Regions from separate parts of the Hordeum vulgare genome. Here region 1 is linked to region 2. The links are chromatin contacts, called in public Hi-C maps. All regions are on one chromosome and are shown on one strand. The core of a region is the stretch at or near the end of the contact, and the rest is flanking DNA. Distances in the headings are between cores, read along the strand shown. Region 1 holds the start of LOC123426431 (probable ribose-5-phosphate isomerase 2). Region 2 holds the start of LOC123426430 (phototropin-2-like).

What was found. Hi-C and Micro-C count contacts between places; a contact is called where the count stands out from the background.
Region 1: a contact with region 2 is called in a Hi-C map of seedling, with 5 times the contacts expected there. The contact joins the promoter of LOC123426431 here to the promoter of LOC123426430 in region 2. A contact is called at or near these places in 4 of 6 Hi-C or Micro-C datasets (leaf and seedling) and 1 of 1 datasets of contacts at active chromatin or transcription factors (embryo).

What each region holds. Positions count from the first base shown.
Region 1 is chr2H:405,485,673-405,488,873 of MorexV3_pseudomolecules_assembly, forward strand. It overlaps LOC123426431 (probable ribose-5-phosphate isomerase 2), which reads left to right and starts at 1,416. Exons shown (of 1, transcript XM_045110269.1): 1 at 1,416-2,490. The coding sequence starts at 1,518. The coding sequence ends at 2,288.
Region 2 is chr2H:404,912,126-404,915,426 of MorexV3_pseudomolecules_assembly, forward strand. LOC123426430 (phototropin-2-like) reads right to left here and starts at 1,463. Exons shown (of 24, transcript XM_045110268.1): 1 at 1,200-1,463; 2 at 130-647; 3 at 1-40. The coding sequence starts at 569.

The DNA of each region.
Region 1 (3,201 bases), core at 166-2,665, 570 kb after region 2:
ACATATCCTCCCAATATTTTAGGGAGCTATAATAAATATCCCTTTTGGAATCACCCACAAACACACTTGCAATGTCCATGCCTTCTACTACATCTTGGCCTAAAAAACCCTTGCCAATAATTCTTTTCCATTTATCGAGACCCTCGAGCCAAAAATAAGGATAAGACCGCATCTGGGGCGTGACACTGATGATATGGGGTTTTATACATTTGGCCTTGCATCAGTGTGTTGGGCCATATGGAACAGTCACAACACAGCCACCTTTGAGAACAAAATTTTGAGCACCCCTTTTGATGTGGTGTTCTCTCCGTGTGGATTCTTTTCGTATTGGGCAGGTTTATTCGTTGGAGAGGACGAGGAGACCATGGAACACGGGGCTAATATGTTGAATACTCCTGCAACAAACTTGATGAGAATCTGCGCCACGTTCGATGGGATGAAGGTCGACTGATCTGCTGCTACCGTCATTTTGCATTAGTGCTTTGTTAATGCTACTCCTGCGTGAGCTGCTTTTGGAGTGATCTCCTAGACTTGCCTCTTTGATCTAGACTAGGAGTGATCTCCTAGACTTGCCTCTTTGATCTAGACTAGCTGTGGTAGTGAGTAGGTGTCGTTGGGTTTTCGCCCCATGGTGGGTTACTCGTTGACAGACGCTCATGGTGGGTTTCCCTTCGATGTTTTGGACTCGCTTTTTCCCCTTTCATGTTTCCTTTCGGTTGTTGTTCCTTGGACCGATGTATTTCCGTTATGTGAAAGTAATGGAAAGGGGTAGAAGCGCGGTTAAAAAAAAAAGTTAATCACCTAAGCTATACTCATTTCACTATTTGTAGGTTATATTTTGATTTGAGAAGTGAGAAACTGACTTAGAACCACATAAGTTATTCTGGAAAAGGAGGGAATAATATTTTACAGGGCTACACTTTGATTTTTTTTTAACTTACCTGAATAAATGAATTTGGCAGGTAACTTTTGGACATGCGCTATAAAAACTGAAATTTGAGTTCATCAAAGTTAGCTACTGAACCACTCGATATAATAAAAGAAAAAGGACAGTTACCGAACCACAATATACTCATATCTGACATGGTCTCACTGGGGCAGTGGTAGAAAGTTTGCATCCCTCTGAAGATAGGCCTATCAGATGAGCACCGAAACGATGATGATAGTAATCAAGCATGAACCACGCCGTCTCCGTCCGTATGTCGTCCCAGCAACGTGAATCATGGCACTGCAGACTGCAGGGCAAGCAACGGAGAGGAGTGCTGCACGCAGCGTAGAGGACACCTAGAATTAATTTCCGTTCCATTTTACAACGCGTGGGAATAAAGACCGCGTCAGGTCCCTGATTCGCCGCATCTATCACGCATTCCGATGCCCATAAATGCTGCCGATTCTGTGCCATCTCCCCCCACACCACAGGCTCCCATTTCCCGCCGCCTCCTTTCCTAAAAATCCCCCACCTCCCGTTTCTGTTCCCACCCCAATCCCTCCAAGAAACCCTCGCCCCCCGCGCCGCCATGGGCAGCGCCGCCTCGCCGCCGCGGGCCCTCGACGCGGCGACGCAGGAGGACCTCAAGCGCGTCGCCGCGCACCGCGCCGTCGACATGGTGGAGTCCGACATGACGCTGGGGCTCGGCACCGGCTCCACGGCCGCGCACGCGCTCGACCGCCTCGGGGACCTCCTCCGCACCGGCGCGCTGCGCGGGGTCGCCGGGGTGCCCACCTCCCTCAAGACGGAGGCGCACGCCGCGCGCGTCGGGATCCCCATGCTCGCGCTCGCCGACGCCGCCGAGATCCACCTCTCCATCGACGGCGCCGACGAGGTCGACCCGGACCTCAACCTCGTCAAGGGCCGCGGCGGCTCGCTCCTCCGCGAGAAGATGATCGAGGGGGCCGGTGCCCGCTTCGTCGTCATCGTCGACGAGTCCAAGCTCGTCCCCCGCCTCGGCTGCACCGGCGCCGTCCCTGTCGAGGTCGTTCCCTTCGGCAGCGTCTACACGCTCGGCCTCATCCGCAAGGTGTTCGACAAATTGCCGGGCTTCCACGCCAGGCTCAGGACCGTCAAGTCCAAGGCCGGCGACCACCAGGAGGACCTCTTCCTCACCGACAACGGCAACTACATCGTCGAGATGTTCTTCGACGACGGCATACACGGCAACCTGCGCGACATCAGCGACAGCCTGCTGCGCATCACGGGCGTCGTCGAGCACGGCATGTTCCTCGGCATGGCCACCAAGGTCATCGTCGCCAAGAAGGACGGCACCGTGGCGGTCCTCAGCAGGAAGTAGACGCCTGGGGAAGAATCTGCAGAGGAGATGACAATAAGCCAAGATTGAAGCAGAACCTCTTCTTGCTCATGCGGTGAACTTGCTCTACGTTACTGTTATTGCTCCTTATTCATGGGTATAATGCGATGGTGCCCAGCTTAGTGTGGTGAAGCTAATAAGTTTTGGACTTCGCTCCATAATGTTATCAAGTCGGTTTTCTTCATCGCTCGTCTGCCAATTTTGACTCCATGTTTAGGCCTGATATTTTTTGCTTGCATCAGCTGTCCGACCCCTCTCGATTTAGTAGTAGCCATGTGCGGACGTGCCTGTGTTTTGTGTACACCAATCCAAGACAGGAAAAGGATTGGCTACGGTCCGATAGAGTCCAAATCAAGTAGTCTCAACTAGGCATGGATGGAATGTGCATGGCAGTTTTTCTTTAGGTTTAATGCTCCGATTCAGTGCACCAGATTTCTAGATATCCGTTTGTATGGAGACACTTTCTTTTGCCACTTCTTTCTTCCTTTCTGCCACCGAAATGAGCCACTCTTTTCCGCACTTGTTTTTTGCATGGACAATAGTGTTTCGCTTTTAAGTTTTAACACAAGCAAAGAAAAAATAAACTTCGTGAAAAAAACACCTCTAAGAACATCTTGACAATGTTTCGTAAAAAATTATGGATAGTGAAATTGAAGCATTTTACATATGCTAACTTTTGAGATTTTTCTCCTAGGCAAATAGTTCTAAAAAAATCACAGAAGTAACCCTCATTGACTTTTCCAAAGTTTAAAATTGTAAGTGTTTTTTCAGATCTGAAGAATTGAAATTGCTGATTGCATCTAAAAATACATGGACCACAAAAACTTAAGTGAAAAATATATTGAGTTTTGCCCAAGCCTCTACACCATGAAACTTCTTCACAAAAAGTTTAGTA
Region 2 (3,301 bases), core at 213-2,712:
CACCTCGTTCTGGTCCGTCTCCGGACCCTGAAGAAACCGGCTGCACAAAAGCAGAGCTCTATCAAAGCATGCATCGCACCGCACTGACCAAGAAACCGGCGACGATGGATGGCGGAGCACAGCACGTACCAGTTGCGTCCGATGATCTCCTTGGCGGAGTACCCGGTCATGGTGTAGAAGCCGGCGCTGGCGTAGATGATGGGGATGTCGGGGCGGGTGGCGTCCGAGACGACGAACGTCTGCTGCAGGTTGGACAGCGCGTCCTTGAGCTCCTGCGACACCCGCGGCAGCGCGTCGGACGACCCGCGCCCCTCCATGGAAGGCTTGGCGCTGCCCATGCCGGTGCCGCTGCTGCTGCGGCCACGCTGCTCCGGCTTGGGCCACCACCCCTGCTGCTTGCTGCCGCTGCCTGAACCGCCCGGCTCCTCCACGATCTCCTTGCCGCTGGACAGCGACGGCGGCGTCGGGAGGGTGAAGCTGGCCTCCTCGCCGGACCCGGACCCGGACGGGAACGCCATCCACTTCTCCACTGAGTCGGCCACATCTTTCGAGCTGCCAGCGCCCGCCATGGGTTACGTCACGTGCTAGCTGTCGCGACTGATTTGATGAGCGGTGCAACTATGGTCGGCCAACCATCTGCTGAATTTCTGCATCCAAGAAGAGGAAGCAACACATAATTCAGGCATCTCGCAGTCGCAGGCAGTGTTGCTATCATCTTGTCGTAAAATTCATTCAGCAAACCGTGTCCGTGAATTGGGGAGAATGAAGAGAACTTCATCCAATACATTTGAGGCCGTGAACACGAGCAGGTGAAAAATTGAGCAACAACTTCCTACTGTAGTATAGTGACCAATCAAGGGCTCCGAACTTACCGGAAAAAAAGAAGGGCTCCGAACAAATCGAACAGGGGAACTGGATATGTATATTTTAAAGAAAAAACACAACCGAGTTTTGGGTGGGGATATGCCAAGAACTACTTCCAACGTACCGAACCTGATAGATATAGCACAGTAGAGTGTGAACCTACCCTCACTGTTCCATTATCCAAAGCAGACCAATGAAATACCGCTGGTACGTACAGCTCCAGCACGGAATACAGAGACGGCAAGCACATAAAAGGAAAGCAGCAAGACGAATCAAAGGACACAAGTGCACAGCCCAACCAAAAAGAGCAAAAAGCAGAGGAGGATCAACCCAACCTTGAGGTGCGGCAGCTTCCAATGGCAGAGCAGCTGGATGGTAGCTATACAGACGAGACGACCAATCTATCTAGTCCGTGCAGAATCAGGTGCTCCCCCGAAAGCAGAGCGGCAGCGGAAAAGAATGGCGCAAGGGAGAGGATAATGCAATCCTGCCCGTGGTCGACTCACGGACGTCGCCTCGCCCCCTGGCGCTCGCGTTTTGTGGCCAGCGATGGAGGCACGTACGGAACCCGGCCGGTGCGACACGGGGAGGCGTCGTCGCCAGCGAGCGAGCGGGCGAGGCATCGTGCGGACGCGTTTTGCCCCGGGGTGGGGCGCGGGGGTGGTGGCGACGGCGACGGGGAGATTTTTTCGGGGCGGGTGTGCGGCCACGGGAGCGCGCGAGGGGATCCAGTGGATGACGGTCTGCCGGGGAGGTCCGCCTGAGCGTCGCTGTCGCGAGCTTGTTCTTGTTCCCGGACGGCGACGGGCGAGACCAGGGTGGCCGGCTGCTGTGGATAGCTAGGAACAATCGGGTACAAATACCATGGGACGACACGACGTTACAAATTGCGCCTTCTCAGCTTGTGCCTTCTCAGATCTTCCTTTTTAGCACTAGATACATAGAGATTTAACAAGGAAGGGTACGGTTTTGCGCCCGCGTTTTTACAAACCTATGATGATTGCAGATGGCTGGGTTGCGCTTGGGGTTTGTTGATAAGACATCCGCTAAGCTTTTCTTATGGACCGCCCGGCGCCCGCTCAGCGTGGTTATTAGGAGAAGAGAGACAAAACGGGTGCACTGATCTATGAAAAAGAAAACTGAATGAGATAGATGTCCTCTAACACTTGCAGATCTTTTGCCGATTATCACCTCTAGTTATACGTGGGCTACTTCGGGCCGGACCAAAAAAAACCGATGCTAAAATTCCAGGGCCGAGCCCGGCCCGGCCCGACCATCGGGCAAAAATATTGGACCCAAGCCCGGTCCGAACAAGAAAAAGCCCGACTGGGCCCAATCGGTCTGGCCCGGCCAATGGCTTAAAAATAACATTCCTCAAGCCCGAGCCCGGCCCGGTCCGTTCATTGGGCTCAAATTCCACGCGTGAGCCCGGCATGATGGCAAGTATAGGCCCGACCCGGCCCGAAATTTTTGGGTCGGGTCGGGTCGGGCCGTCCTGGGTTGCCCATGGCCAAGTATACCTCTAGTACTACCGGTTGGCAGATCCGATTAGCGCAATCTCAAACTTTGGTATTGATGTTGATATATGTTGAGTTAATTGCAAAAAACCACCACATTGAAGCGTAGGATTGCAGAAAACACTCATATACACATTCGTTGCAGAAAACACATGAAGTGTGCCTAATTTTTTTTTGCAAAAAACACTGACCCGTCTGTTGGAGCGTTTTAAGCACAATTATGACATGTAGGGCCCATTTCTGGTGACGTGGCATCACGGAGAGGCACTAATGCCGTCGAACGTTGCCGCTAGCTCCGTCGACACGCTGGCTCGGTCAAAACTGAACCCAATCGAGACTCAGTCGCTCTTTGTCCTCAGTCCATCGCTCGTCACCCTCTCTTTGTTCTTCTCTTCCGCTGTCGCTCCATCCGTCGGACGCCGACCGCTTCTCCGCCCTGCCATGGTTTTGTGGAATGACGACGAGACCAATGAGGATTCGACCCTGAACATGTGCTCCTCCTGCGACAGCATCATCAAGGTCACTTGCGTATAGCCAGAGCTAGGGTTAGGGTTTGCGAATTGGGGATTTTGTGAAATAGCTCGATCTGAAGCTTGGTTTGCTTTTGTTTGCCTCCCGCGACTTCCTCCTACCATGCACGATCCAAATTTCAACGGGACTGACGTAGATGCGAATGTGTTGTGTGAACACAGCAAGCCAACAGAGAGATTTGTTGCATTTGAAGGGATGCACACGGCAAGGAGGTTTCTGGGGTGTGGTGAGAAGGTCTGCATCTAAACCTATGTAGTGCAAGCTGTTAGTGGGCTCTGTTTACCTCGTGCTTTGCATTTCTTTAATCCGGGTCAGTGCATAATGCTTTGTTTATCATGATGTTTAATTGTGCTAAGCGTGTGGTAGTAGAGAATGGTACTCATTGTTTA